2 separate regions of the Mus musculus genome follow, and region 1 is linked to region 2. Evidence: chromatin contacts called from public Hi-C data. All regions are on one chromosome and are shown on one strand. The core of a region is the stretch at or near the end of the contact, and the rest is flanking DNA. Distances in the headings are between cores, read along the strand shown.

The links. Hi-C and Micro-C count contacts between places; a contact is called where the count stands out from the background.
Region 1: a Hi-C map of embryonic stem cells shows a contact between it and region 2, with 2.2 times the contacts expected there. The contact joins the promoter of Ttc24 here to the enhancer-like site in region 2. A contact is called at or near these places in 12 of 39 promoter capture datasets (cranial neural crest, embryonic stem cells, frontonasal cranial neural crest and 8 more), 4 of 484 Hi-C or Micro-C datasets (the G1E-ER4 cell line and embryonic stem cells), 6 of 115 datasets of contacts at active chromatin or transcription factors (effector CD8 T cells, embryonic stem cells and microglia) and 3 of 9 other capture datasets (adipose tissue, liver and pancreatic islet).

Annotation. Positions count from the first base shown.
Region 1 is chr3:88,075,352-88,079,761 of GRCm38.p6, forward strand. It overlaps Ttc24 (tetratricopeptide repeat domain 24), which reads right to left and starts at 2,953. Exons shown (of 10, transcript NM_172526.3): 1 at 2,919-2,953; 2 at 1-166.
Region 2 is chr3:87,861,486-87,865,394 of GRCm38.p6, forward strand. Prcc (papillary renal cell carcinoma (translocation-associated)) reads right to left here. Exons shown (of 7, transcript NM_033573.2): 5 at 646-789. Among named protein-coding and RNA genes, the nearest start is that of Sh2d2a, 17 kb to the left of the region's middle. Within about 2 kb of position 2,651, at least 13 of the 459 cell types and tissues checked have an H3K27ac peak or open chromatin away from gene starts, as enhancers often do. A contact at or near this core is called in embryonic stem cells, where this site is marked.

The DNA of each region.
Region 1 (4,410 bases), core at 1,703-4,202, 210 kb after region 2:
TCTGGAAGCTGCCCAAGGCCTCCTGAATCTGAGCAGCATGCAAGGCCCTGTGGCCATCCCTGGTGAGGCTCCGGATCTTGGCTTCTTCTTGCAGCCTCTTCTTTTTCTCCTTTTTCTTCCTGCAGTTTGAGGGTTTTGGCACAGTCTCAAGCTTCCAGTGGCTATCCTTAGGGATAGGGGAAGACCCAGGGTTGATGCCAGGAACAGAGAGGTCAGCATGTCAGCCTTAGTTCTCGCCCTCTACCTCTCCAATAGGATCCCTTAAGGGAAATTTGGCTCTACCTCTGGCCTCCAGGGACCAAGGATTTTCCTCTGAACTCTTACCTTGCTTCCTGTGTCCCACTGGGCAGCATTTTGACTTTCTCTCTTTAGAACTCTCCCAAGTTCTTCGTCAGGACTCAGACCAAGTAACTTTCTGAACACTGCCTTCTGTGAATCCAATCCCCCATGTTACCAAAACCAAAACCAGACCAATCAAAAGTCCTGCAAACTTCTGTAATTTCTCAGGATTCTTCCTCCCTAAGTCTTTCCCCTAATGTCTACTCCCAGCATTGGAGATTGAACCCAACTTTCAAGGCAAGCACTCAACACTGATCTGCACCAGATGCTCTGTTTATCACAGTCTGTCACTGGCCTGGGAATGAGTTGAAGGCATTAGATCTTTAATGAAAGTTTACTAAAGGGTTGGGGCCGGAGCACTGGCTCAGCAGTTAAGAGTACTTGTTGCTCTAGCAAAGGGTTCAGGTTTGGATCCCAGCGCCCACAAGGTGACTGACAATCACCTGTAATTCCAGTTCCAGGAGATCCAACTCCTCCTTGTCTCTGAGGGCATCATATGCACTCGGTGCATGGACATGCATGCAAGCAAAACAGCCATACACATAAAATAAAAATATTTTTTAAGAGGGCTGGAGAGATGACTTAGTAATTAAGCCTAATTAACTCTGCTTTTTCCAGAGATCCTGAATTTGGTTTCCAGAATCCAGGTCAGACAGCTTGCTCACAACTACCTGTAACTGTAACTCCAGGAAATCCAAAGTTTTTGGTATACACACACGCATACACACACATGCATACACACACACACACACACACACACACACACACACACACTCTCTCTCTCTCTCTCTCTTTTTTTTTTTTTGGTTTTTCAAGACAGGGTTTCTCTGTATAGTCTTGGCTGTCCTGGAACTCACTTTGTAGACCAGGCTGGCCTCGAACTCAGAAATCCACCTGCCTCTGCCTCCCGAGTGCTGGGATCAAAGGCGTGCACTGCCATGCCCGGCAACACACACACTCACACACACACACACACACACACACACACACACACACACACTCTTAAAACAACAGCAACAACAACAACAAAACTCTCTTTAAAAGGTTAGTGAATTTTAAAATTTGAGTCACAGAAGTGACTCACCCTTGTGGCTTCTGCAGGCACTTGAACTGACATACACCTATACACATACACATTTTAAAAATAAAATATCTTAAGCCTGGTGTGGTGGCACAGACCTTTAATCCTAGAATTCAGGAGGCAGAGGCAGGTAGACCTCTGAGATCTAGGCCAGCCTGCTCTTCTAGATAACCAGAGATATACAGAAAACCCCTATTTCAGGGCAGGGGAAAGGAAGACCAGCAATAAGAAAAGCATATATATATATGTGTGTGTGTGTGTGTATGTGTATGTATACATATATATATGTATGTATATGTGTATACATATGTATATGTATGTTTTATATACATATATATATATATACATATATGTATATATATATACACACACACACACACAATTTAAAATCATCTTCAAAGGTCCACTTCTGTGACACTATATGAACTCAACTGTGCACCCCATCTGTCATTCCCTGGGGATTATGGTCCTCTTTAGTCAACATCTAAAGGGCTCATTTTTGTTATTTTGAATTGTGTGTACATGAGCACATGTGGTTATGTGCACCAGAGGCTTTGAATCCCATGGAGCTGAGGTCATCCTTGGTTACGAGCTGCCCGGTGTGGGTGCTGGGACCTGAACTCAGGTCTCTGCAAGATCAAAAAGTACTCAGAGCTGTCTTCTCAGCTTATCTGAGCGCCAGCATCTCCGTCAAAACAAAACAGACAAACAAAAGGCTGTCACACACCTTTAAAATCCCAACTCAGGATGTAAAGACAGGCAGATCTCTGGGAGTTCAAGGCCAGTCTGGTTTGCATAGTGAGTCCAGGACAGCAGGGTTACAAAACCCAAACAGGATACACAGGGCTTCCCCTCACCTCTTACACAAGGCCTTGTGACCTACGTGCTGCTGCTTTATAAACCAACGGGAATTCAGCACAGCCACCTCCAGCGGTGGCAGGAGCTGTACTAGCCCCGGGCACTCAAAGCTGAACAGACACTGAGTTAGGAAGAGGCTGATGTCCAGGAGGCGTCTGTGTGCATTGACTGTGCCCTTCCTATTGTCTCCTCTACTTTCTGCCAGTCGGTTCCCGCCTTGGTCCCCAGAGAACTCTTAAGTTCAGATAGATTCTTCTCATCAGCACATTTCTCCTGGACTGCCTCTCTTCCCAGGAAACTGAAAAAAAAAAAAAAAGCCGAAAAACGACCCCCCCCTCAACCCCCACTTTTTCTCTTTTACAGAGAGGGGGCAAAAGGGTTTCTGCTTTTCAAAGATATTTTCTCTGGAGTTGGGGATTTGGCTTAGTGGTGGAGAAAAGGGAGAGAGGATGAGAGGGAGGAAGGGAGGGTGGGAGGGAGGAAGGGAGGGTGGGAGGGAAAACTAGAAAGAGTTGCTTCTGAAAACACATAAAATCCCGACTTCATAAGGCTCCCCACCTTGAGGCACTCCAGGCTGTCACCTTGAGGCTCCGGACTGTCCCCTGCACAGTCTTGGGGACCCCACTCCAGGACCTCTTACCTCTGTCTGTCCTGTTTTCTCCACAGTGGCCTTCTGGAATGGTTCTGCTGGCTTAGGTTACTTCCCAGCAGCCTTGAGCGCAGAACTGTGTTACCAGACACCTGGCACTCTCCTTTCCTCCCAGGTAATCCTTCGAGTGACAGCTGTGGTAACCTATCTTAGTGGAGGACCCTAATGGTGCTCAGACATAGTCACCTAAGACCTGTTTCCCTTCCTGCTTGGCTGCCCCATCCCTGCGGACACACCTTCCAGTTCCTTCAAATAATATATCAAACTACCATGAGACAGTCATCTGTTCTTTCCCATCCTCTCTTCTTTTTTTTTTTTTTTTAAGATTTATTTATTATATGTGAGTACACTGTAGCTGTCTTCAGACACCCCAGAAGAGAGTGTCAGATCTCATTACAGATGGTTGCAAGCCACCATGTGGTTGCTGGGATTTGAACTCGGGACCTTTGGAAGAGCAGTCAGTGCTCTTAACCACTGAGCCCCCATCCTCTCTTCTTAATTTAATTTAATTCTAAGGTAGGTTCTTGTGGTGATCTTCTTTCCTTCTTTCCTTCCTGAGTGCTGGGATCACAGATTGTGCCACCAAGCCCTGCTCCGTCTCTCCCTTTCAGAGAGAGACATGACAGACCAAAGAACTCCATCTGCTACAGGGGGTGACTACAAGCTTTTTTTTTTTTAAATTATTATTTATTTTATGTATATGAGTGCACTGTAAACTCTGTAAACTCCAGGTTCTGTTTGATGTGTTTAATGAGAGGACAGGAGGCCCCACAATCACCAGGAATCTCTAACTCACCAGCTCACCAACCCATGAACCTACCACCAGTGGCTGCAACTAAACGAAATTTGCCCCTTTCCCCATTTGCCTAGGAAAAAGCCTTTTTAAGTAGAAGGGCCATTGCCAGAAACAGACTCCTGAAGTAGATGCACTGACCATAGTTGCAACACAGGCGTTTGCGCAGGCCTGGCACCCAGGGCCATCTCTGAGCTCCAGACAGGCTGAAGCTTCTGCTCTGGCCTGGCTTTCAGAGGTGCTAGCACAGCCTGTCCAGGCCAAGTAGGCCACAGAGTGGTCCCATACTCAGTAGGCTTTCCTTGAGGAAAATAGGGGGCGGGGGTGGGAGGGCCTGAAAGTGTTCTCAGCCAAGGTCCTAAGGGGCTCTCTCCCAGATCCTCTGTCATTCTGAACCAGCATCCAGTTCCCTTCAGTGCCACACCCACCATGTCCTCGAATCTCCTTCCACATCACTGACAATACAAGCAGCACCAACAATCAACGTGGTCACGATTAACACATACATTTCAATGATAACTTTAAATGCCAGTGGAATCAACTCTTCAAAAGACACAGACTGACAAAAGCCAGGGGCTAGAGAGATGGCTCAGTGGTTAAGAGCACTGACTCCTCTTCCAGAGGTCCTGAGTTCAATTCTCTGCAGCCACATGGTAGCTCACAACCATCTGTAATGAGATCTGACACCCT
Region 2 (3,909 bases), core at 1,401-3,900:
ACCAAATTGGTGGTGGTGGGGTGTCATAAAATCCTCGACCTTGGTGTTGCTGGCATGCAGCTCATATCCAGCTACCCCACCCATGGCAAGCTCATAAGTATCCATACTATTCAGTTGCTAAGTGAAGATACTTTCAGCATACTGACTGAAGAAAATGAGCACAGGGACGGCCCTTAGTGTGGGAAACAAGAACAACCAGAGACAGAGGTTAGCTACAACAAACTATGGAAAAAGTAGCAAAAGAAGAGCAGCATGCTTGGGATCCAGGGCCTAGAACCTCTGAAGATCTGCTGTGCCCACTCCCCAAAGATAGGCTGAGCCAGCTCCCACATTAGTAGCATGGAGACTGGTGTGATTAGAGAGCATCTGTAGATGCTGGCTGGTCAGTGGGAAGAGACATACACAGCAGCTGGGAAACCGACCCAATCATTCATTCTCAACAACCAGAGCACACCAGCATCTGGACAGCTGTTAAATTCTGTAAAGTTCTGAAAGGCAAGCTTTGTTCCCATGAAGCTTGGTGTACACTTCATTCCCATGGGCAACAGTATTTGCTAAATATACAGAGGTATATTTAGAGAACAGTAGGTCAGATGAGGTGCAAGGCCTTCCAAGTAGGCCATCCAAATGGTCTTTCACACTTACTTTGCTGAAGGACTTCATGGTTTTCTCTTCTGTCAGTGACTTGGTCATCCACTGCTGAGCCCCACTGAGTTGGTCATCACCTTTGATCTCCACAAAGTTGATTTCCTCTCTCCCTCGGTTCCTCTTGCCCTGTAGCCGCTTAAACTGAAAAATAAAAGTCATCAAAACAGGAGTGCAGGTGTCTGGGAAGTGGGTGAGGAGAGCCGGAGACACTGCTAAGAACCCGCCTCTAGCCTAGAGTGCCCTTGGTTTCTCTCTGTGAAATAGATGTCTACTGGCTCCCATGGAGCCAGGTGAGGGCTGCTGCTCAGGAGGTCTCCTGGAGTCAGAGCCAGGGTGGCCAAGAGTATTTGTAGAGATCCATAAGTGCAAACCAGAAGACTGTTTGCCTGAAAGGTCTATTCTTCATTTCTGTTTTGGACATAACCATGAAGCCTCAAACTCAAAATCCTCCTGCCTCAGTCTCCCAAGGACTAGGATTACAACTTTCAAAATGAGGGTAGGGGGCTGGAGAGATGGCTCAGCGGTTAAGAGCACTGACTGCTCTTCTGGAGGTCCTGAATTAAAATTCCAGAAACCACATGGTGGGTCACAACCATTCATAATGAGATCTGATGCCCTCTTCTGGTGTGTCTGAAGACAGTGACAGCATACTTCCATATAATAAATAAATTGAAAGAAAGAAAGAAAGAAAGAAAGAAAGAAAGAAAGAAAGAAAGAAAGAAAGAAAGGAAGGAAGGAAGGAAGAAAGAGGGAGGGAGGGAGGGAGGGAGGGAGGGAGGGAGGGAGGGAGGGAGGGAGGGAGGGAGGGAGGAAGGGAGGAAGGAAGGAAGGAGAGAGAGAGAGAGAGAGAGAGAGGGAGGGAGGGAGGGAGGGAGGGAGGAAGGAAGGAAGGAAGGAAGGAAGGAAGGAAGGAAGGAAGGAGAGAGAGAGAGAGAGAGAGAGAGAGAGAGAGAGAGAGAGAGAGAAAAGGGTGGGCAGTGGTGGTGCTGCACGCCTTTAATCCCAGCACTTGGGAAGCAGAGGCAGGAGGATTTCTGAGTTCAAGGCTAGCCTGCTCTACAGAGCGAGTTCCAGGACAGCTAGGGATACACAGAGAAACCCTGTCTCAGGGGAAAAAAAAAAAAGAATAAAGAAATGAGGGTAGGCCAGGGGATGGTGATGAACACCTTTAACCAACAGAAGCAGATGGATCTCTGTGAGTTTGAGGCCAGCCTGGTCTACAAATCAAGTTCTAGGACAGCCAGGGCTATACACAGAGACACTCTGTCTTCAAAACAAAACAAAACAAACTTATTGAGAGTAAGGGGCTGGAGAAATGGCTCAGCAGCTAAAAAGCACGGGCTGCAGGGTCCAGTCCCAGCACCCAAATGATGGCTTACAACTATCTAACTCCAGTTCCAGGTAACTGAAGCCCTCTTCTGGTCTCCATGTACACTTGCATGCATATGGTACACAGACACACAGGCAAACCGCCCAAACACATAAAACAAAAATAAATAAAATCAAAGGTAGGTGGGTGTGGCCTTTTTTTTAAAGGAACTGAGTCTGACCTGTAGCCCCAGCTACATGGGAGGCAGAGACAGAAGAAGCCTTTAAGTTCAGAAGTTTGTTTGTTTTCTGTTTGATTTTGTTGTCACTTTGTGTCACTTCTTTTTTATTGCATTTTATTTGTGTGTGAGAGAGAGACTGAGAGAGACAGAGACAAAGCCAACACACACTCAGATCAAGGCACACGGGTAGAAATCAGAGAACAGCTTGTGGGAATTGCTTCCCTTTTTTCACAATGTGAGTAAAACTCAAACCACGAGGCTTAGCCACAGGAACCTTGTACCCACCTCCTAAGCCCAATGAAGCATAAAGAATCCTAGCAAGACCCTGTCTCAAAAAATAAAGGGGGGGGGGGGACTGTAAGATTTCTCCTCTAAAAATTCTTTCAGGAGGATGTGATTCACTAATGTACTTACGTTAAGTGTGTACTAAGCCCTGGTTCATCTCCCCAGCCCTGTATGGCACACATGTGTAATCTCAGCATTCTAGAGGCAGAAATGGGAGAATCAAGGTGATCCTTGGCTACACACGAGTTCAAGGTCACCCTCAAAGACAGACAAAAACAGACTACCCAACAGTTCTCTTTCCACCTTTTCTTTCTCATTGGATTGGTATGCCACCATCAAATTCCACCCCAAAGAATCCATGAAGAAAGAGAAAATAGGGTGGATAGTAAGGGAGCCTCAAAAGGCCAAAGAATGCTGGGCGTGGTGGCACACGCCTTTAATCCCAGCACTTGGGAGGCAGAGGCAGGCAGATTTCTGAGTTCCGAGGCCAGCCTGGTCTACAGAGTGAGTTCCAGGACAGCCAGGGCTACACAGAGGAACCCTGTCTCCAAAAAAAAAAAAAAAAAAAAAAAAAAAAAAAGAAAGAAAAGAAAAAAAGAAAAAAGAAAAAAAAAAGGCCAAAGAATTCTCTATAAAACTCCTGTTTTTTTGATCTCTGGAAGAAGAAAGGGGGTGGGGGAGTTAACAAAGATGAAAAGGAAAAGGAAAGACAGGACAGGACAGCCACCATCTGGGCATGGTAGGTACATACCTGTAATCCCTACAGTGAGGAGGGCAAGGCAAGAGAACTGCCATGTCTTTTGAGGCCAGAGCCCCTGGGTAGGGAAGGAGAGGAAACAGAAGGAAAGAAGGAGGAAGAAACCCAGACCACCTGGAGCACTGATCGGCTTCAGTGAGACCCAGGCGCTGGTGGGGCCTGTACAAGGAACTACCATGGTTACTCAGGGAATTTTTAGCTGCTGCTTGAGCTGAGAAGCCATGGCACTGCACTTGCCTTAAGGTAATACTCAAAGGAGTAAGCACAAGCTACCGATCAGAACAAAGATTAGCAAAAGACGAACAGACAGACACCTTTCTGGGGAAAGTAAACAGAAAATTATTTTTCCTAAGAACTAAGCTGCAACTTTCCTGCAGATGAGACAGTTAGTTGTATCTTGACCTTGGGTGGAAGGCCACAGAACATCCTTCAATGTGCCTGTCAGTCAAGTTAAACCCAGAGGTCCTGATCACAATGGCTAGGTATCTCTCAAAACACATTCTCCCTTTCTTCAGTGTAAATCAACCAGTAATTCAGCCAAATGATCACTCAACTAAAAAACTATGTTATGAGCCTCACTAAAAACAGATCTAGCCATGAGAGCAGACTCTTGCCTAGTCATAAGGGCAAGTACCCTAGGGAGTTTGAGAAGTCCTCAAAGGAGACTGG